7 separate regions of the Mus musculus genome follow, and all the other regions are linked to region 6. Evidence: chromatin contacts called from public promoter capture Hi-C data. All regions are on one chromosome and are shown on one strand. Each heading gives the region's core, a stretch centred on a gene start, on an enhancer-like site or on the middle of the called end of the contact. The rest is flanking DNA. Distances are from core to core; before and after follow the strand shown. Region 1 holds the start of Cisd1 (CDGSH iron sulfur domain 1). Region 2 overlaps Gm34328 (a long non-coding RNA gene). Region 3 has its middle 15 kb from the start of Tfam. Region 4 overlaps Ipmk (inositol polyphosphate multikinase). Region 5 holds the start of Ube2d1 (ubiquitin-conjugating enzyme E2D 1). Region 6 holds the start of Ccdc6 (coiled-coil domain containing 6). Region 7 holds the start of Arid5b (AT rich interactive domain 5B (MRF1-like)).

What was found. Promoter capture Hi-C pulls out the DNA fragments that hold promoters and counts their contacts.
Region 1: a promoter capture Hi-C map of pre-B cells shows a contact between it and region 6, with 5 times the contacts expected there. The contact joins the promoter of Cisd1 here to the promoter of Ccdc6 in region 6. A contact is called at or near these places in 9 of 39 promoter capture datasets (the C10 cell line, cranial neural crest, embryonic stem cells and 4 more), 1 of 15 datasets of contacts at CTCF or cohesin (large pre-B cells), 7 of 484 Hi-C or Micro-C datasets (CD4 T cells, the G1E-ER4 cell line, LSK cells and 2 more) and 4 of 115 datasets of contacts at active chromatin or transcription factors (astrocytes, large pre-B cells, pro-B cells and 1 more).
Region 2: a contact with region 6 is called in a promoter capture Hi-C map of liver, with 4 times the contacts expected there. The contact joins the enhancer-like site here to the promoter of Ccdc6 in region 6. A contact is called at or near these places in 6 of 39 promoter capture datasets (the 3T3-L1 cell line, the C10 cell line, hippocampal neurons and 2 more) and 2 of 115 datasets of contacts at active chromatin or transcription factors (embryonic forebrain and large pre-B cells).
Region 3: a promoter capture Hi-C map of liver shows a contact between it and region 6, with 2.2 times the contacts expected there. The contact joins the enhancer-like site here to the promoter of Ccdc6 in region 6. A contact is called at or near these places in 4 of 39 promoter capture datasets (the C10 cell line, the HPC-7 cell line, liver and 1 more) and 2 of 115 datasets of contacts at active chromatin or transcription factors (large pre-B cells and pro-B cells).
Region 4: a promoter capture Hi-C map of the C10 cell line shows a contact between it and region 6, with 6 times the contacts expected there. The contact joins the enhancer-like site here to the promoter of Ccdc6 in region 6. A contact is called at or near these places in 4 of 39 promoter capture datasets (the C10 cell line, liver and pre-B cells) and 1 of 484 Hi-C or Micro-C datasets (the G1E-ER4 cell line).
Region 5: a promoter capture Hi-C map of pre-B cells shows a contact between it and region 6. The contact joins the promoter of Ube2d1 here to the promoter of Ccdc6 in region 6. A contact is called at or near these places in 6 of 39 promoter capture datasets (the C10 cell line, the HPC-7 cell line, hippocampal neurons and 2 more), 2 of 484 Hi-C or Micro-C datasets (embryonic stem cells and pre-B cells) and 2 of 115 datasets of contacts at active chromatin or transcription factors (bone marrow-derived macrophages and large pre-B cells).
Region 7: a promoter capture Hi-C map of pre-B cells shows a contact between it and region 6, with 4 times the contacts expected there. The contact joins the promoter of Arid5b here to the promoter of Ccdc6 in region 6. A contact is called at or near these places in 1 of 39 promoter capture datasets (pre-B cells) and 3 of 115 datasets of contacts at active chromatin or transcription factors (embryonic limb bud, large pre-B cells and pancreatic cancer cells).

The regions. Positions count from the first base shown.
Region 1 is chr10:71,343,552-71,346,251 of GRCm38.p6, forward strand. It overlaps Cisd1 (CDGSH iron sulfur domain 1), which reads right to left and starts at 1,298. Exons shown (of 3, transcript NM_134007.4): 1 at 1,173-1,298. The coding sequence starts at 1,203.
Region 2 is chr10:71,183,906-71,186,605 of GRCm38.p6, forward strand. The region is part of intron 1 of Gm34328 (a long non-coding RNA gene); the gene reads left to right. Among named protein-coding and RNA genes, the nearest start is that of C730027H18Rik, 3.2 kb to the left of the region's middle. Within about 2 kb of position 1,401, at least 18 of the 459 cell types and tissues checked have an H3K27ac peak or open chromatin away from gene starts, as enhancers often do.
Region 3 is chr10:71,251,292-71,253,991 of GRCm38.p6, forward strand. No RefSeq gene overlaps it. Among named protein-coding and RNA genes, the nearest start is that of Tfam, 15 kb to the left of the region's middle. Within about 2 kb of position 1,355, at least 7 of the 459 cell types and tissues checked have an H3K27ac peak or open chromatin away from gene starts, as enhancers often do. A contact at or near this core is called in liver, where this site is marked.
Region 4 is chr10:71,360,633-71,363,332 of GRCm38.p6, forward strand. All of the region lies in intron 1 of Ipmk (inositol polyphosphate multikinase), which reads left to right. Among named protein-coding and RNA genes, the nearest start is that of Ipmk, 14 kb to the left of the region's middle. Within about 2 kb of position 1,424, at least 111 of the 459 cell types and tissues checked have an H3K27ac peak or open chromatin away from gene starts, as enhancers often do. A contact at or near this core is called in pre-B cells, where this site is marked.
Region 5 is chr10:71,283,995-71,286,694 of GRCm38.p6, forward strand. It overlaps Ube2d1 (ubiquitin-conjugating enzyme E2D 1), which reads right to left and starts at 1,268. Exons shown (of 7, transcript NM_145420.2): 1 at 1,107-1,268. The coding sequence starts at 1,130.
Region 6 is chr10:70,095,799-70,098,498 of GRCm38.p6, forward strand. Ccdc6 (coiled-coil domain containing 6) reads left to right here and starts at 1,323. Exons shown (of 9, transcript NM_001111121.1): 1 at 1,323-1,783. The coding sequence starts at 1,502. The region is part of intron 2 of Gm51771 (a long non-coding RNA gene); the gene reads right to left.
Region 7 is chr10:68,277,357-68,280,056 of GRCm38.p6, forward strand. Arid5b (AT rich interactive domain 5B (MRF1-like)) reads right to left here and starts at 1,370. Exons shown (of 10, transcript NM_023598.2): 1 at 1,334-1,370; 2 at 574-828. The coding sequence starts at 1,354.

The sequences.
Region 1 (2,700 bases), core at 48-2,547, 1.2 Mb after region 6:
GATTTTTAAAAACCACGAAGAAAACTTAAGTTCACCAAAGTGGATGCATTTAAAGGAGTCCCCAAATGGCTACCCTTTAAAATAAAGTTTGCAGAGAATCATTTCTTTTTGTCTGTAGTATTTTTAAACTATCTGCATGGGCTTTAGCATGATGGCTCAGTGGGAAAAGGTGCCTGCTGTCAAGATGGATGACCTGGGTTTGATCCCTGGGACTCACAGGGTGGAAGAGAATCCGCTCCTACAAGTTATCTATTCACTTCCACACAAGCCATGGCACTAGGTACAGACACACTCACACAAATAAATGTTAAGAAAATAAAATAAAAAACTTGTTCTCCCTATCTGCCCAGTCAGTTTCGTCGATATTAAGTAGAACTTTCCAGTATATAGAACCAACCTACTACAAAACTAAGGTCCCACTTCCCCAGTCAGTCACCCTGTGGGCAACCAGGCTAGAGAGGCACGGTTCACCCCCCAAAACCCCCGTCCTTCCTGACACCCTGACGTTGGGGACTGGTCACGTTAGGGATAGTTACAGAACCGAGCAGTATAGACGATCCCTATTTGCTGAATGAATCAGTGGGGCTCACTGTAATTTAATTTTTTTACTTTTACTCAACTAAAGGTTAGAAGTAACCAAACCCTGGGGTGTGGCGTTTTTATATCGGGGCAGTCAGTCACGCATATCGCACAGGTTGTAGTAATTTTAACAGTTGATCACCAGGGACTTTACACTAGCCAAGTTTCACAAATTCAATTCTAGTCAGATTTCTACAAACTTCTGTTTTCAACGCTAGGGAAAAAGGCCATTTTCAGTGGTTTCTCAGACCACTGTCACCAGCGGCCGGATGCAAAGTACGAAAGAAACTTGGAAATTGAAGACCTTGGATTGGGTTTCTTTACCTAGAATTACAAAGCCAGCAAAAGCAAAACACCTACGACGTGACCAGTCCCCGGTGTCAGGGTCTCAGGAAGCGCAGGAGCGTTTTGGGGTGGACTGCGCCCCGCTATCTTGGTTGCTCACAGCGTGGCTGGCCCGGGAAGTGGTCCAGGGCCGGGATGCCGGCCCGCACCAGCATCCCCCGAGCGCTCCGCAGGCCTGCGCCTGCCCTTGTGCTGGTCAAGGTGACAGTCCGGATAAGGGTGGCGGGGACCGGCCGCGGGCGGCTCACCTCGCACAGCGGAGTTGGAGCTGAGGCCCATGGCGCGGGCAGCAGGAAGGCCGTGGCAGGACCGCGCGAGCGAGCGCTGGGGACCGCGGAGACTTGGGCAAGACGCGACCTCGGGGCCCACTCACTGCCACTGCGCAGGCGCCGCGGCAAGCTGGGAGCGCGTGTGCCGGCGCGCCGGTAGAGTCGCGCATGCGCAGCTGGTCCAACCCGGCAGACGGGTGAGGATTTGACAACCGCGGGATAGCCTTAGGCGCCAAGGCGGTGACTGCGTCTGCGCCGCCCGGGCGAGCCTATCCAGGCCGGGTTTTACCGTCGGTCCAGTTGAGAGCGTTTCAGGTGACTCAGGACAAGTACCTGCAGGACTGTCGGCCGATGGCCTGCCGATCCTTTGACTTTTGGTAATAAGTTACACAAGGTGTGGCCAGCTCAGCTGTGGGTCCTGCAAATCTGACCAGCTCCACTGTGGGTCCCGCAAAGACAGATTTTGCCTTAGGATGCCAGTGCAGGCACACGGGCATCGATGGAGCTGTGTCTAGAGCTTCCTCTAGCCACATTGGGCCTCCATCCCTTCAGCCTCTGACCCTGCCACTCATGCATCCAGAAAGTCCCAGAAAGACAAAAACAAAAACAACTTGCTTCGGCTGGTGAAGCAGCTCAGCGGCTCTCTGCTTTCACAACGGTATGGTGTTTGCCCAACATGCACAACACTCTGCCTTCAATTCCCAGCATTGCCATGAATAAATAAACATAAGTAGACTGTCCACTTAGAAAAACGATTTAGAAGGCTGCAGTGGCTTAGATGCCTAGGACCAGCTTCTGCATGGAGAGGGGTTCTGAGAGAAGGGGTGCCTGGGAGCGGCGAAAACAAACGACTTGGGTCCAAGCTGGCGGCCTTGGTTCTGCTAAGATGGCTTTCCAAATTGCCCGCCCTCTTTCCCTCCTTCAGTCTGTCTCTCTCTCTTTTTCTCTCTGTGTTCTGCTCTGATGTAGACAGATTTTCTTGCTATTTTACAAATTCTGATTGAGATAGCTTTCTCTGCTAGTAAAACTAGAAGCTATCAGGAAAAACTGCTACAAAAAATTATTGGATCTTCAAACCAAGTCGGAAATTCTCTCAAGAAAATATTCTTGAAGAGCTGTTTTCGATCTCCAGAGATCTCCATACAGCTCTGCTCTCCTTAGAGGAAATTCTATTTTTTTTTTTTCTTTTGGTTTTTTGAGACAGGGTTTCTCTGTATAGCCCTGGCTGTCCTGGCACTCACTTTGTAGACCAGGCTGGCCTCGAACTCAGAAATCCGCCTGCCTCTGCCTCCCAAGTGCTGGGATTAAAGGCGTGCGCCACCACGCCCCGCTTAGAGGAAATTCTAAAGAACTGTTATTGCTGTCTGCTAGCTCAAAAGTCCTGGTTTGTTTTTTTTTTTTTTTTCATTTTTCTTTTTAAATTTACACCTCAATTCAATTATTTATTCCAGGTTCTCTTTTGATTATCCTATGAATCAGCATCCCCTGACCCCACCCCTTTGATTCT
Region 2 (2,700 bases), core at 151-2,650, 1.1 Mb after region 6:
AGGGAGGGAGGGAGGGAAGGGGGCCCAGGCTGGGTTACCAAGTGCTTGCAGGAATACACTAGCTTTGTTTGGCGAAATGACAGAGACTATGTCCAGAATTGCCTGCTGTCAGTGGGTTAATATTCAGAAAGAGTCACTGACAGATGGAAATTTACTCCCGGCTAAACCTTCCTAGTCTGTGGGTTTGGTGAGCTTTAAGAATGGGATGTATCAAGTTCTCAGTAAATACCACATAAATAAATAATGGGTGAATATATAGTCTTTTATTTTTCTCTGTGTGTCAGTGTGTGTGTCTGTGTGTGTGTGTATCCGTGTGTATCTGTGTGTTTGTATCTATGTATGTGTATCTATGTATATGTCTCTGTGTGTATCTGTGTCTGTGTGTGTCTCTGTGTGTTTATCTGTGTCTTTGTGTGTGTATCTATGTATGTTTCTGTGTATCTATGTATGTGTCTGTTATGTGTCTGTGTATGTCTGTGTATGTATCTGTGTCTGTGTGTGTGTGTGTGTGTGTGTATGTATGCATGCATGTGTGTGTGATGTAAGAGTGCGAATGTGTGAGTACAAGGCACACCTACCAATGTCGGAGGACAACCTCAGGTTTCTGATCTTATCTTCTATCATATTGGAGGCACTGGCTCTTGTTATTCCCCTTAGCACATGCCAGGCTAGCCCACACATTCAGCATATACCAGGCTAACCCACAAGCTTCCAGTGATTCTCCAGTCTCTGCCTTCCATCTCGCCCTAAGCATTTTGGGATTACAGACATGTTACTGCTTACAGATTTATGTGTGGTCTGGGGATCCAACCTCAGGTCCTTGCACTTGCCTGGCCATCAGGTACCCACTGAGCCACTTCCCCAGCCCTCTTTGTGTCTGCAAAGCACAGATGCTAAAGCCCCCAGATGTTCAGTGAGCTCTTCAGGGACATGTGCAAAATCTTAAGTGATGAAGGTTACAAGATGGGACATTTTTAAAATATCACCCAATGTGACCAGGGGCTCTGGAGTCTGGCTCTGGGTTTGTTTCCAGATTGTACCTCTGGGCCTATAGATCACAAAAGGCAGACACTCATCTCTTGCTTTCTGTAGTATTTCCAACACCCGGCACAGCATCCAGTCCATATTAGATATTCAAGCAACATTTAAACACTTGCTATTTCTCCATCTTGGGAACAGGGTCCCTCTGCATGAAACTGGAGGATGTTGGTGCCAAGGTTTCCCATGTCTCTGTGAGAGAGGCCGTCTGCTCCCTGTCCTTATTTCAAACCCCATTTCCCGGTTCCCTCAGTGAAGGTGGGCAAGGCTCCAAGCCATTCCCTCCGTATTGTACCATCCTCCCTGCTAGCTCTTATTTTCATAAGGAAAACCACAGAAATGTAATCATAATGGCAAACAGTGAGTCAATCAATTACTTCATTGTCCGCGTTGTAAAATGAATCCCAGAACTACCACAGACCTCCCGATCTCCAACCTCAGCAGCCAGAGATTCCCCTGGACTTTCAAGCTAGGTGGTTCCAGCCACTCTCCCCAGAGGGCGACTCCCATCCCAGTGGCACGCTTTCTCCGTGACTTCTGGGCCAGTCCCCACAGGAGTCCTCGGCCTTCTTTCTCCATCTTTTCTCTGGAGGGTGCCCCACAATGGTCCTCAGCCTGGAGCAGCAGAAGTCACATATTCCACGGTTCGCAAGGCAGTGATTGAAGAACTAAGTCCCCCACAGAGAACGTAAACTCTTCCCCTCTTGGGATTCTCCCACAGCCAGGGGATGATCACAATCCATGAACCACAGTGGAGCGAAAACAGAAACACAAGCCGAGTTTCTCTGTTGGTCCCAACAGGCACTGCCTTAGCCACCCAAGAAGCTCATGTCTCTCGTCTGAGAACTCTTTTTCCCAAAGAGAGACAGCCAGCAGTGGCTCGTTCTGTGAGGCTGAGGTCTACACTATCATGACGAGGTCCAGATGTGAAGATCCGCCCTTTGACCTCGAACAGACTGTGTGACCTCAAAAGAATCGCTGCCATCACACCCTTCAGACTCTTCCTTTAAACCGTAGATCTAAGGCTGGCAAGATGGCTCAGTAGGTAAGGGTGCTTATAGCCAAGCGTGACAACCTAAGTTCAATCCCAGGACCAAATGGTAAAAGGAGATGACCAATGCCTACAAGTTGTCCTCTGACTTCTACATATGTGCAACGGCATCAGTAGGTAGGTAGATAGATAGATAGATAGATAGATAGATAGATAGATAGATAGATAGATGATAGTTAGATACATAGATAAATGTAATTTTAGATACTTTACGTATGAGATTTGAAAAATAAAGGGTTGAGCCAGTGAGATGACTGAGCAAGTAAAGAGAGACACCTGATTCTATGTCTAAAAACCTAAGTTCTGCCCCCTGGACGACTATGATAGGAAAAGACGACTGAAGCCTGCACATTGTCCTAAGGCTAAGCTTTATCCCTCCCCAAGGTCTGCCTTCTGCAGCCTTCCCTCTAGAATGGCCCCACCTCCTAAAGGATCCGCAGCGTCCCTAAACAGTGGCTGCAACTGAGAACCACGTTTTCAGTCACGTGATCCCATGGGAGCAATTCCCGTTCAAAGCTAACATTCTGCCCCCTGGCTCCCATGGACTGATGGGCATTACATGGAGGAAAGAAAACGTGCATCTCAAAGCAGTAACCATGCCACAGGGTAGG
Region 3 (2,700 bases), core at 105-2,604, 1.2 Mb after region 6:
ATATGAAAATATTGAGATATTTATTGGATAGGGCTGGAGAGACGGCTCAGCAGTTAAGAGTGCTTTCTGCTTTTCCAGAATTCAGGTCCCAACACCCAGGTAGGGCAGCTCACACTTACCTGTAACTCCAGCTCCAGGGGACCTGTCACTGTCTCCTGGCCTCTGGGCACCTGCATTTGCATGTCCACCGTCACACATGTACACATAATTAAGAGACAATAAAAACAAATCTTTGGAAGAAAATATTAATGCATTAGGTGTTCTTTCTACCATTCAACCCTCGGCTCCATCCAAATTCTCAATCATCGTTACTACCAAAATTCATTGAAGGATCGTCAGCCACAAGCTTCTTATAAAGAGCTCAGAGGGATGGTGAGGTGGCTGAGCGGGGGACAGGGGTCTAGAACAAGTCTGTGTTCAATCCCCGAGGACCCACGTCCACGTGGTGGAGGAGGGAACAGATTCCCTCATGTTGTTCTTTGATCTACATGCACATTGGTGTGAATGGAAAGATGCACACATAAATAAATAAATGTGATTTGAATAAAACAGACAAGGTCTCACATCCCTCTGCAGAATGAGTGGTTATCTGCAGATAGTGTTTTAATAAATAAAATCATTTCTACCAGCTGCCTCATTTATAAAATTCAGCTGAAGAACCAGAATAGAACTATAAAAGGCCAGGGTTGCTCAGCCATAGTCACCTGCCAAGTATGCAAGAGGCCCTAGGCTCAAAGCCCAGGGCTGCTCCTAGAAGTGTAACAGTGTAAGAGTACTGTGACCCGACAGGAGATCAAATTTTCAAACATCATCAACTGGACTAGAAACGGAGCCCAGTCCAAACGGACGATCAGTAAACAGACACATAAAACACTTCCCAGGCAAACTCTCTTTTAATCTGGGAAGGAAATTAATCTCCTAATCTTTCCGTCTTAAAACCAAACCAACCAAACAAACAAACAACCAACCAACCAAACAAACAAACAAACAAAACGAGTTAAGCAGAAATAAGGATAGGAATCTATAGCCTTGTACGAAAACACTCGTCCACCATGTCGGAATTCTGTATTGTGGCAAAATAAACAGAAGTGCTCGAAGTGTGACTCTGTAGTAGGATGCTTACCTGCATCCACAAAGCCATGAGTTCTACCGCACACACCACATAATCCTGTGATCCTGGTACTTAGAAAGGAGGTAGAGGCAAAAGGACCCAAAGTTCAAGGCCATGCTTGGGCATGAGTGAGCTCTCACGTTTTGTCTGTGTGCTTTGGGTCTTTTGAGGTTAATAAGCAGATGCTTAAGTCCAGCCTAGTGGTAGGATTGCAAAGAGGACATGAAGCAAACCAGCTAGTTATACACAGCTTACCCAAGCACGTGAGTGAGGCTGGTCTTCCAGGAACCACAGGCTGACGAGACAGCTGGGGACAGAGAGGAGGTGACACTGCTTTCTGTATGTGGCATTTACAAATACCTACAGGTCCACCTTGCAGACTCCCAACTACCTGGAAACATCCTGACTTCGAATACAGAGACTCCCTAAGACTCTATTGGATTCACAGTATGAAATCTATGTTTAATTTATTTATTTTTTTTTTAAAGATTTATTTATTTATTATATGTAAGTACACTGTAGCTGTCTTCAGACACTCCAGAAGAGGGCGTCAGATCTCGTTACGGATGGTTGTAAGCCACCATGTGGTTGCTGGGATTTGAACTTCGGACCTTCGGAAGAGCAGTCGGGTGCTCTTACCCACTGAGCCATCTCACCAGCCCTATGTTTAATTTATGAAAAACCAAGTGGAATAATGCTTTGTAACATTTTATATTTATTTTAGGGTTTGGGGGACCCCAAAGGACAATTTGTAGGAGTTGGCTTTTTCTTTCTACTCTGTGGGTTTTACGGATGTAACTCGAGTAATCAGGCTTCACGGTGAGCATCTTTATTCACTGGGCCCCTGAGAATGTAGCTGTAAAATTTAATCTACATTCTGTGTTAGTATTAAGCAAGAATGACAGACCCATATGGTGACATGGTCTATGCTTCCCCAGAAAGTAAGTTTATTTTAGCTAGTAAAAACGTGCTCTGCCTGGAGGAGTCAGGATGTAAGCAAAGACAAACAGGAGTTAAAGCAAGTTTCAAGCTTTAGTAAGAAAAACCAGAGAAGGGCTGGAGAGATGTTCAGTGGCTAAGATTCTGGCTGCTCTGGCAGAGGACTAGAGTCCAGGTCTCTAGACACACACACACACACACACACACACACACACACACACACAAATTTTAAAAAACTTTAAAAAGAAAACATAAAGATACTTCCAAAAATAAATACCATAGAAATGAAAAAAAAATTATTTGTTTTGGGGACATGATCTCTTCTTACACTATAGCCCTGGTTGGCCTAGAACTTACTAGGTAGATTAGGCTGGGCTTGGGCTCAGATATCCTCCTGTCTCTGCCTCCTAAATGCTGACATTAAAGATAAGTACTACCATACTCGGTGGAAAAGAACTCTTTAAAATGAAAGATAAAACAAATCTCTTACTTTCAAACTGCACTAAATATTATCTAAATATGAGAGGACACAACCTCAGGAAACATGTAGCTTATATGGAATGGATAGTAACATGTGTTTTGTTCATGAGATGGCATTAATATCTCTATTTCTCAAAGCCTGTGTTCCCTTACACATTCATTTCACAATT
Region 4 (2,700 bases), core at 174-2,673, 1.3 Mb after region 6:
ATTAAAGGCATGTGCCACCACACCTGGCTACCTTTCACAGACATTTTAGCAGGTTCTAGTTGTGATCCTTCTGACTGCTTACTGGAATGTTGAGATCTCACTGCATTGATTACTGTGGTACAAGACTCAGCATCAGACTGAATCATGTGAACATACAGGAGCATCAGTCTGCACACAGTAAACTGTACTAGTTGTTAATGTACTGTTCTTATGTGTGTCCGTGTGTGCACCTGCATGAGTTTCTTTGCACTGTGTGTGCAGATGTCTGTGGAAGGCAGAAGAGGGTGTCAGGTCACCTGGGGTGGGAGTTGCAGACAGCTGTGAGCCACTGAGCCTGCTAAGAGGCTCTCTGTGCTGCTGAGCCGCTCTCTCCCGCTCAAGCCTGAGACCCTGGGATGTCTTCCTCTTTGAGAACTCCATACCCGCCGACCACTTGCCTGTCCTTGTTTCTAGACTTTGCCAGCCACCATCCTGCTTTCTAAGAGCTGGGGCACTTTAGATGCTTCATGTCAGCTGAGTCAAGAAGTACTTACTGGCTTGTTCCCAGCACCATCTGAGGCATTTTGGTACAGCAGCTTCAGCCTCCTAATGGCTTTGAAACAGGCCTTGGGTGTTAGTTCCGGTGGGCTGACTTGCCAGAGGATTGTTCACAGCTGTTTGATTTTGCCTTGAGTGCTCCTGACTCAGAGATGGACGGACAGTCACATGCCCTTCTGTAGGAGGTCTACTGGATTGTTGCTGGCCTGGAATTCAGAGCTGGCGTTAAAGCTGGCGTTTGTCGGCATGCCTTGCCTGGCCCCTTTCCCTATTATTATTATTATTATTATTATTATTATTATTATGGTTCTTAGAAACCCCTTTGTAGCCCAGGCTGTCTTGGAACTCACTCTGTTGACCAGGCTGGCCTAGAACTCAGATCCGACTGCCCTTCCTTCAGAGTGCTGGATTAAAGGCGTGTGCTGCCATACACCAACGTTCCTTTTATTCTGAGACAAGGTCTTGATATTACTCTGGCTGGCTTTGAATTTGTGACGGTCCTTCCTCAGCCTTCCTTGGTACCACAGCCTTTACTAGTGGCATCTCTTAAGGTTCATTTTGCTCTTTTCTTCTGTGATTATTTGTTGACTTATCTCCCAAGTCATTTCCATCCTACTTGCTTCTTTGTGTTTTTTTTTTTTTTGTTTTTTTTTTTTTGGTTGTTGTTGTTGTTGGTTTTTGTTTTTTGTTTTTTCAGTTCTGGAATTTCCTTGGGTTCTCTCGGCCTCTGCACCTTTCTCTGATTTCTGTAGCATGCATGGGATTTTTGTTGACATGCTTGCTTCCTAATTATAATCATGTGACCGTCTTGCGTCAGCCTCTGTTGATGGTGCACTCTTCCTGTCCTTTGGTATGCCTCGAAACTTGCTGCTGAGCACAGGACATCCTGCTGACAGCACGCTGGAAAGCAAGAGTGAGTGGATGGCTTTGCTCTCCCCTCTGAAGGACCTGTCTCCTCAGGAGGCGCATGCCGTGTCTTAATTAATGGCTGCATCATGGAGCTTGCTGGATGGGACTCTGCTTTCGTCTTAGATGCTGTAGTTCAGCTGATCTTGGCTTCATTCACTTCGGTCTGGGAGTACTACCTTCAGTTTTCTCAGAAAACTTGGTTATTTTGTCGGATCCAGGGGTCTGTTCATGTGGGGTTGTAGTTTCTCTGATCCAGTCTACAGCCTTTCCACACAACCCGCTGCGGTTGCCTGACACCTGCCGGGCGACTGAGAAGCCCTGGAGCCTGCCGTGGGGAGGAGGGCGGCTGCTTCTCTCCTGCCTGTGGATGCCTCCATTTCTCCCTCGGGAATTCAGCCCAGGCGGCCATGCACTGTGGCTCTTCCTGGCTGCAGAAGGAGAGGCCATTCTCACCCTAAACTCCATCTTCAGAAGCAGGTTTCTCGTCAGTCCTTTGTAGTCAGGGTAGACTAATCCTGGCGTCCCCCAAATCTTCTGACCAGCCAAGCTTCCCCTTCACACTGTCTCCCTTCTGTCCTGCTGATGTCTAGATCTTAGACACACTTGCCTGAGACTTCTGCTTTGACTCTTTAAATTATTCATTTTTCCATCATTGTTAAAAAGTTCATGTCACTTGCCAGAAAGAAGTATAGATACAAGTGGAGTACTTTATAAAATTCTAATTTTTATAAGCTACACTTTGTTCCCATTGTCATGAGTCTGTGAAACCTCAGTATGTAAAGATTAAAACTTTCAGTGTGCAGTGAGTGGTTGTTCCTCTTATAGGGATTGGGCTGGTGTTGGTGTGCATATGGTGACTTGGAAAGACTTTTATATTGCATAGACTGACTACAGAGAGACATCCCTGAGGCTCCATGCTGGGACCCAGCACTGCTGTGCACAGGGCATCCAGGCTGGGAAGATGAGAGAATTATAGAGCATTGCCAACTATGGAACTCATAGATAGCTACTGGAAATACATTTTTCCTTGTCTATAAAAACGACCTGGGTTGTATTACTACTTTTCTTTTTTGCCATAACCTATCATAGAAAGTTTATTACTGAGAAGTTTCTAGAAAATCCAGGGGCCATAAGAGAATCTCCCCCAGGGAGAAGAACTTGAGATGAGAAAATGGGTGACTTGAGAGTGTGCTGGTCTCTCTTAGTAACAAGAATTGAGAACGTCGGTTGAATGTTACAACTTCTAGAACACAT
Region 5 (2,700 bases), core at 18-2,517, 1.2 Mb after region 6:
TTGCTGTCCTCAGTACCGAAAGATGCCTGTTTCCTACCACTCTAACTCAGAACATTTTCAGTCAAGTGTAGCTGGAAAGGTTGATAAAACGTTTGGGGAGCCAACCATTTCTTGTGAAATCAATTACCAAACACATTATCCACTGTTGGCGCATTTGCTTCTAAAGCGATCCCAAACACCACGTTCCCAGCAGCAAGGACTACCGCTGTAAAATGTTAAAAGATACTTGAGATAGGGGACAGGCCAACAAGAGAAGTGGGTGCGGTAAAGAATACAAAGAGAGGGTTGGAACCGATCCTATGTAAGGACTGACTGTCCCTTCGATTGTCTTCCTCATTCTCTATTCACACATCAAAGCATCCAAACAATTTAATTTGTGGTCCTTAGTGTTGTGTCTTCAACTCTACATCTAAGTTTATCGTGAGGGTGTGAAGAAAAAAATACAAAACAAAACCAACAACCTGCTTAGCTTACCTAGCCATGAATCACAGCCAGGAGCTCATCTTGCTGTGTATCAGCAACTATGTTCTCAGTACAGCTATGTGACCTGAAGTGGCAGCTGCGTGCAGAACCACCAAAATAGCAGGGGCAAGAGCTCTCTGCTGGCTCCTCGGCCCCAATCTCGCGTTCCCAGCCCTTTCCTCCCACTGAGCACCAGCCGACTGCAGAGCCCAGAAAGACCCAGCCCCACGCTCTGAGAATAAAGGCCGTAGGCCCACCACACCTTCCCTGCCCTCTCGGGGAACCCGGGGTGCGAACACAGCAAGGAGGGCTCCGGGGACATTGTGAGGACGCACAGCGGGATAGGGGACGAAGGCCGCCCGTTGCAGAGCAAGCCCCGGCCCAGCGGGGATGCACACACCCCGGGACAATCTGGCCACCCCACGGGCACCCGCACCCGAGGTTCTAGGCTCATCCTGGAAAGGGCACGACCGGATCGGGTCGCCCCGAGGTTCCAAGTACCCAGACCTTGCGGATGCACGCCTCACCTGTGCGGGCCGATCCGTACCCCGGCCTCCCCAGTGTCCGCGCCCCTCCCACACCGTGCGCCCCGGGTTCCTGGGGACATCTTGGGGACACCCAGGCCGGTTCTGGCAGCCACTCACTTTCTGGATCCGCTTCAGCGCCATGGGGCAGGCGGCGGGGGCTGCGGAGTGTCCGCGTGTCCCGGGCTGCCGCCTCGCAGGGCTGCTCCGTGTGCGCCCGGGCGCGGTGCGCGAGTGTGCGGGCGGCGGCGCCGGACTCTTTTGTTTCCGCCTTCGCTTGCTGGGAAGGAGCCTGCGCCCTCCCCGCCGCGCCCCGCCCGCCTGGCACACTGGGAAGTGTAGTCCCAGGCTCGGCCTCTGCCGCCCGCGCGGACGTCGTCCGGTCACCCGTGGGTGACAGCTGCGACCAGGCTGCTGCCGCTCCCTGCAGCCGCTCTGCAGAGCAAGGTCTCGAATCTGCAAAAACCCAGACAGCAGGTGAGCTGTCGCTCCTAGGAGCTGCTGTGAACCACGGCTCGCTCCTCCTCGCACAGACCCTGCGGCGGATCTTAACTTCCTTTGCAGATAATTCTGACTCTTCCCCGCTCGCCCCTGAGGGCGTGAGGAGTCTTCGTCAATTGTACTCCACCTTTCTTTCTTTCTTTCTTTCTTTCTTTCTTTCTTTCTTTCTTTCTTTCTTTCTTTCTTTCTTTCTTTCTTTCTTTCTTTCTTTCTTTCTTTCTTTCTTTCTTTCTTCCTTCCTTCCTTCCTTCCTTCCTTCCTTTCTTTCTTTCTTTTTTTTTTTTTGAAACAGGGTTTTCCTTTATGTCTTTTTGTCTCCACCTCCCAAAAACGGGATTGAAGACAGCTTTCCACACACCCAACCGTTACGTGGTCTCTGGCATCCGAACTCAGGTCCTCAGGCTTTGCGGCAAGCAGTTTACCCACTGAGGTGTCCTCCAGCCCCTTCTCAGTTCTTGTGATCTCAGATCTTGCTTGTCCTTTCAACCATGACTTCTTGGCTTGGCACCTGCAGGTCAGTCTTGGATTTCTGACGGCGTTGGTCAGTCTTAGGTTTCTGATGACTAAAGTCAATCCATTCCTTATCTAAAATGGTTTTGAATCCCATATTGCTTCTCAAAACACTCAACGCTCACTGTCGCGGCTTCCACAGTGTCTCTGCAGCTGGATCAGCCACATCTGGGAAGTTCTCTTCTCCGCCTTTGCAGTGGTCCACAGAAGACCAGCCCCACGCCCTCTGCAGAAACTAGAGATGGGTTGCGGCCCAGAAAGCTTCGAGGGACTGTGCTTTGCAGAGGTCCCCTCAAGCAGTCCTGCTCTGTCTGCATATTGGTCTACTTTCCTGTCCATCCGCCCCCCCTCCCCTTGTGTGTGTGTGTGTGTGTTTGTGAAATTATTTCCCAGGAGCTGTACTCCTTGTTTTTTGAGACAGAGTCTCTCACAGGGACCTGGAGCTCACCTATTGGGCTAACCTGGCCAGGTATCTGCTGTCTTTACCTGCTCAGCACTGATTTTACACACAAGCCCCACCATGCCTACATTTATGCTTGCTTGTCAACACTTTATAGACATTGTCTTCCCACTTATTATTATTATTAATTATTATTACTGCTTTATCTCACCCCAAAAGAAGAGTGGCATTAATGCAATTCATCTTTTTAGCTAGAGACCAAACCATAAATCAACCCTTCTTGTGTCAGATCATGGAACTCAG
Region 6 (2,700 bases), core at 73-2,572:
TGGGGACGAAACATGTCTAACCACTGGATCCAATTTGGTTTAAAGACAAGGTTATGAGCCAGGAAAGCCATGTAGTCATGGCTAAGCGCTTTATAAAACTATAAAACAGTTGACAGCCAGAAAACACTTTTCATCCCGCACCCCTTTATTTTGCATTTTGTTTCCATGAGTTTGTTCTTCCGTCGACTAAACTTGGATAATAAAGCCCGCCTGGTTAGTTTCACTTTCCATTTTTTCCCCCAGAAACGAAAGCTGTTTTGTATCAGGAGGTGAAGTGTTTAGACCCTTCTCACCTGCTAGGCCTGTTTCCTACAAGCAAGCTCTCCTAAGAGGGAGGGGCCTAACAGTATTTGAATTTCTGATTCTTTGAAGCTGGGCTCTCTACAGTAGTAATTACGGTTTTATTTTTTAGCTCCTGGAGTTTTGTAGGAGTTGGAGAGCAGCGGATAATAATGGTTATACAGTTCCCCTCACTTAATCGTGGTTATTTGTTTAGCATTGTGCCTGCAGTTACTTTGGAAAATTGGTACTTGAAGTTTGTTTCAACCCTTCTGAGATTAAAAAAAAAAAAAAATTAAATAAAGCTCCCGTTTCTTTAACTAGACAAATCTTGGTTTCTTAATCCTATCCCCGTGACCGGTGCAGAGTCTTTGCAGGAGGTAAAGAGAAAAAGGTGGGTGGCGCCTGGTTCAAACAACTGGACGCACCGGGGCCTTGTGGCAAGCTAGGCTAACCTGTGGCTGCCGACATGCCACAACACAGACAGACACACAGAGAGGGAGAGAAATAGATACACAGACACACAGACAGACACACAGATACTCTTCTTTTTCGACCCACTGCAGTGCAACTTTCTGTTCCCAGCCCCAAGCGCGGTCTGCACGGGGCACCCTGGGGGAGATCCACGCGCGCCGGCGCCGATCCAAGGTGCCAGGCTCCAGCTGAGCGGGGGTGGGAGGGTGGGGTGGCCCAAGGAGCCCGGCTGCCCCTCCCACGTGTCCCGGCACCTGCGGGGCTGGCGCTGCGTGGGGTCCGCCTTTCTCCGGAAGAGGCGGCGCGGCGCGGCGGTGTATGTGTGTGTGTTGGGGGGCTGGGGCCCGGGGACGCAGGGGACCCTCCGGGGCGGGAGCACGTGCGCGGGGAGGCGGCGGGGGCTCGAGCGTCTGTGTGCAGCTGCTAGGAGAGCGCTGGGGCTGGGGCTTTGCGGGGACGGCCCCGCGGAGCGCGCCAGAGTCCCGGCGCTGCAGTACTGCCCGAGTCCGGGCGGGGTCTCTGTTCCCTGGCGGAGCAGCTCGCGCGGCCGCGGGAAGCGCCCTCTCTTTCTCCGCCGCCGCCGCCGCGCGTCTGCGCCCTGCCGCCCGCCCGCGCCGCGCTCTGAGCTCCCCCGCTCCCCAGCTCCCCCGCCGCCGCCGCGCGCCCGGCCCCGCGCCCACTCGCCGCGCGCCCACTCGCCGCGCGCCCGGCCCTCGGCGCCCGGCTCCCCGCGCCCACTCGCCCAGCCATGGCGGACAGCGCGAGCGAGAGCGACACGGACGCGGCGGGCGGCGGCCCGGCAGCCATGCAGTCGTCCTGCTCGGCGACCTCGGGCGGCAGCGGCGGGGGCGGCGGCGGGAAGTCGGGGGGCATTGTCATCTCGCCGTTCCGCCTGGAGGAGCTCACCAACCGCCTGGCCTCGCTGCAGCAGGAGAACAAGGTGCTCAAGATAGAGCTGGAGACCTACAAACTCAAGTGCAAGGCGCTGCAGGAGGAGAACCGCGACCTGCGCAAAGCCAGCGTGACCATCGTGAGTGCACCCCGCGGACCAGGGGGGACCCCCGAGTGCGCGCCCCCGTGCGGGGTTGCGGGCCTGCGGGCACAGAGAGCGGGCCTTGGGGCCACGAGCGCCCTCCCTCCCTTGAGGTGTTGGAGGTGCCTAGGGAGACTCCCCAACGTCCCCTCGTCGCCTAGGGTGGAGGTCCCTCCGAGCCAGGGCTAGAGGCTGGCGGCGTGGCTGGGGGGGGGGCGGGGTGGGACTTTCTCAACCCTAGGGTGCCTGAAGGCTCCGAATAGAGGGACACCCTCTCCGGAGCCCCCGTGAGTGGACGAAGCTGGGGTCTGTCCAGGGGTTAGTTGGGGAGACGGGGTGTGCCACTGGGCTGGGTCCCCAGTTGGCAGGAGGACGGCGCTTTGCTGGATCGCCGGCGCTGGGGGAGGGAGAGAGTGGCCCGGAATCCGGGAAGTGGAGTTTTCTGGCCAGGATGGAAAGGGAAGGGCGGGCACTGAGGCTACACCAGCACCCCGTTCGGAATCACTGTCCTTTTGGGCCCGGAGGGTGGGCGGGTACAGAGTAGTGGGGAGTGTAACGTCTGGCGCTGGCTGGGACAGGGTTGGAGCTTGAAACCAGGATGGAGGGTGGCCGCTGGGACTGCCTGGCTGAGCAAGGATGTACGTGCGTCTCCTTCATTGGTTCGAGAGTCTTAGGAGTACTTGCCTGTGAGTCTAGGTACTTGACGGGAACACAGGCCATCTGTTCTGTTTCTACCTGGCCCCTCGAGGCTCCCCTGGAAGAGGGTAAGATTAGTCTGAGATCAGCCTCCTGGTGTAGCCGAGTGGAAAGGCCCCCGTAGCGGTGATGAGGCGAAACGTAACTAGAAAAAGTACGCGTTGTGCTCTCACCTCCCATCCTTGCCAACTCTACATCATTAACATGCAGAATCCCCC
Region 7 (2,700 bases), core at 120-2,619, 1.8 Mb before region 6:
CAGTCAACACGCCTTTGCCAACTCAATTGCTTTTGATCTCATTCTGCCTCCGTTTCGTAATTTCCGCCCTCTTAAACATATCAAATACTTAAAAGAAAAAAAAAAAACGTGAACAATATCAAAACCCACTAAAAGAAAGCTACCCAGCCCAGGAGCCAGGCATGAAGTAAAAAAATTAAAAAAATTAAAAAGCAAAAAATATGTACATTAAAATATGTATATTAAAGCATGAGATATTAATCTTCAAGAAGAGGTAGCTAAACGAACACACACACACACACACACACACACACACACACACACACACACACCCTGGAACAAAACCCTTCTTGACAAGTTATTTGATCTTGACTAAAATCAGCAGTTGGACGGTCTTTGTAAAGCTGACAGCCAAACTCTGACAATGGTAAAATACTCCAGCCCCAGTTAGTGGCGCTACCCCTTTAAAAAACGAGCGGATCCTGCTCACCGCAGAACTGAATACAGTATTTTCAAGCTTGCCTTATAATACGCATTACTGGAGGGGGGGGGTAGATAATAAAGAAGGAAGAGAGGGAGAGATAGGTTTACCACCTCGCCATGGTCGCTATTTCTGCCCTGGGGAGTGTCTTCGGGGAGGAAATAAAGTTTCGAGCTGGATAAAAGTTGCCGGCTGGTCCTTTCTTCCCACAACAGCTGGAGCTCCGCTATGCAAATCGGATCCTTTGGCGTACATCTTACAAAGAAAAAGTCGCCAAGGGACAAGATTCTTGGTTTGCCTTCAAGGTGGAATTGAAAAGCCTTATAAAAAATATAAGGTCCGTGCAAGCCACACGGTGAGCCGACCCACTGCAGGAGGGGGAGAGAGAGGGAGAGAGAGAGAGAGAAAAAAAAAAGCACCACGTAAATAATGTAGCCATCAAGCACAAATATCTATTCCCAGGCACATTAACACACAAGACTCTCAATACAGACCGGCCCACAGATAGAACGCTGGGTGAAAAAATATTACAAAACCCACTAATTTTCTGCCTCCCTTAAAAAAAAAAAAAGAAAGAAAGAAAAAGAAAAGAAAAGAAAGAAAGAAAGAAAAGAAAAGAAAAAAAAAGCCCTCCGGGTCCCCACCACCCCTCCCCAGTTCCCCATATGAGGCGATAAAATTACATTATGTAGGTATGATCAGCGCAGGGATTTTTAAAAAAAACAATAAAAATGATTTTGGGGGGATGCAGAGGGTAAAAGTTTGGTAAAAAGTTTGTGGGGGGTGTGAGGGGGTGTGAGGGGGTGGGTGAGCTGGGGGGCTGGGGGGTGCCGGGGGGCGCCGGGACCGCAGGAGCGGAGGAGAGCGAAATACCTGGAGTGAGTTGGGCTCCATCTCGACGTTCTGAATTGATTGAACTCAACATTCTCTCCAAACTTGTTGGCTTGAATGGATTGCATCAGGTCCTGGCAGGGGAAAGCATTCTCTGCTTGCAGCCGGCGTGATGTCTCAATATAAAACTAAGCTCTAGCCTCCCCCTCAGCACCAAAATGATTGAAAATATATCCTAATATTTCCTCGAAGACTCAATTTTCATCTCCTGTAAAAAAGATGTGGGTTTGCTGCCAAAGATGGGTTGATCAAATTCGAAATAGGGAGAAGGGCTAAGTCCGACCTCGGCGGGAAGAGAATGGATCAAGGCAAAAAGCAGACAGGAAGATGTAAAAAAAAATTGAAACCCATCCTAAAACCAAGTAATGAGGGTATCTTTCTCTTCTCAGTTCCTCGTGTCTGTGGGTAACGTCGGTTGAGATTTTTGGAGCAGACCAAGTCTCTCGAGCTGCGTTGTGCATCTGACAGGACCTGCTTGTATATGTCTAATATAAAGAACATTTCCTGCAGAGATTCCGGGGCGCCGCTCCTCTTTCTAATGCTCCTTAGCAGATTTGCTGTTATTAGACATGTAGATTTGTTTGATAGTTAAATTACGTTTCCTCACTGCCATGTTTGAGAGAACTAATCTGTTAAATTATCTTCTGATGCCTATTTACACGGAAGGGAAAAGTGGGTTATCGATTATATAAACATATAAATATTAATGCATTTGTTCGCTTCGCAAAAAAAAAATACTCAGCAGGGGGGAAAAAAAGGAAGAAGAAGAGCAGAAAGACAAGTGAGCAGTACACACACGTCTCGTGATTTTGCAACAATATTGAACGGACAGCAACTACATTTAGGGAGAGGAACAATAAACCATGCATGATAAATCAATACATGCGAGCCGCGAGTCTGCTCGGAATATGAATTCGGGCTCTGGGTTCTGCGTGTGCATTCTTTAATTTTGAAGTATATACACTCGTACGTGTTTACAATGCTGATGGACGCCAAGGGCTCTCTCAAATGATAATGTGTTTATATAACCCGGCGCTACAGGAATAATATACCGACTTCTACCCCACCCCCAATCCTTCCCGTGCCCCCCTCCTCCCAAAAGGGAGGGGGAGCTTTCTCGGTAATAGTTTGAAACTGAAAAAAATAATCCATTTGCAAACTAGTTAAATACCATCAGAAATTAAGCTGTTGGAAACGGAGGTGGGGGGTGGTTAACACAACGTAAGACAATAAAGGTTTTAAATGTGTATATTTATTGTTCTGGAGCCCTGGAGCATTGCGCGGTTTGCATGCACGGCTATTATGCAAACAGAGAAACTTAAGAGCCACAGAACAAGGAACAGGCAGGG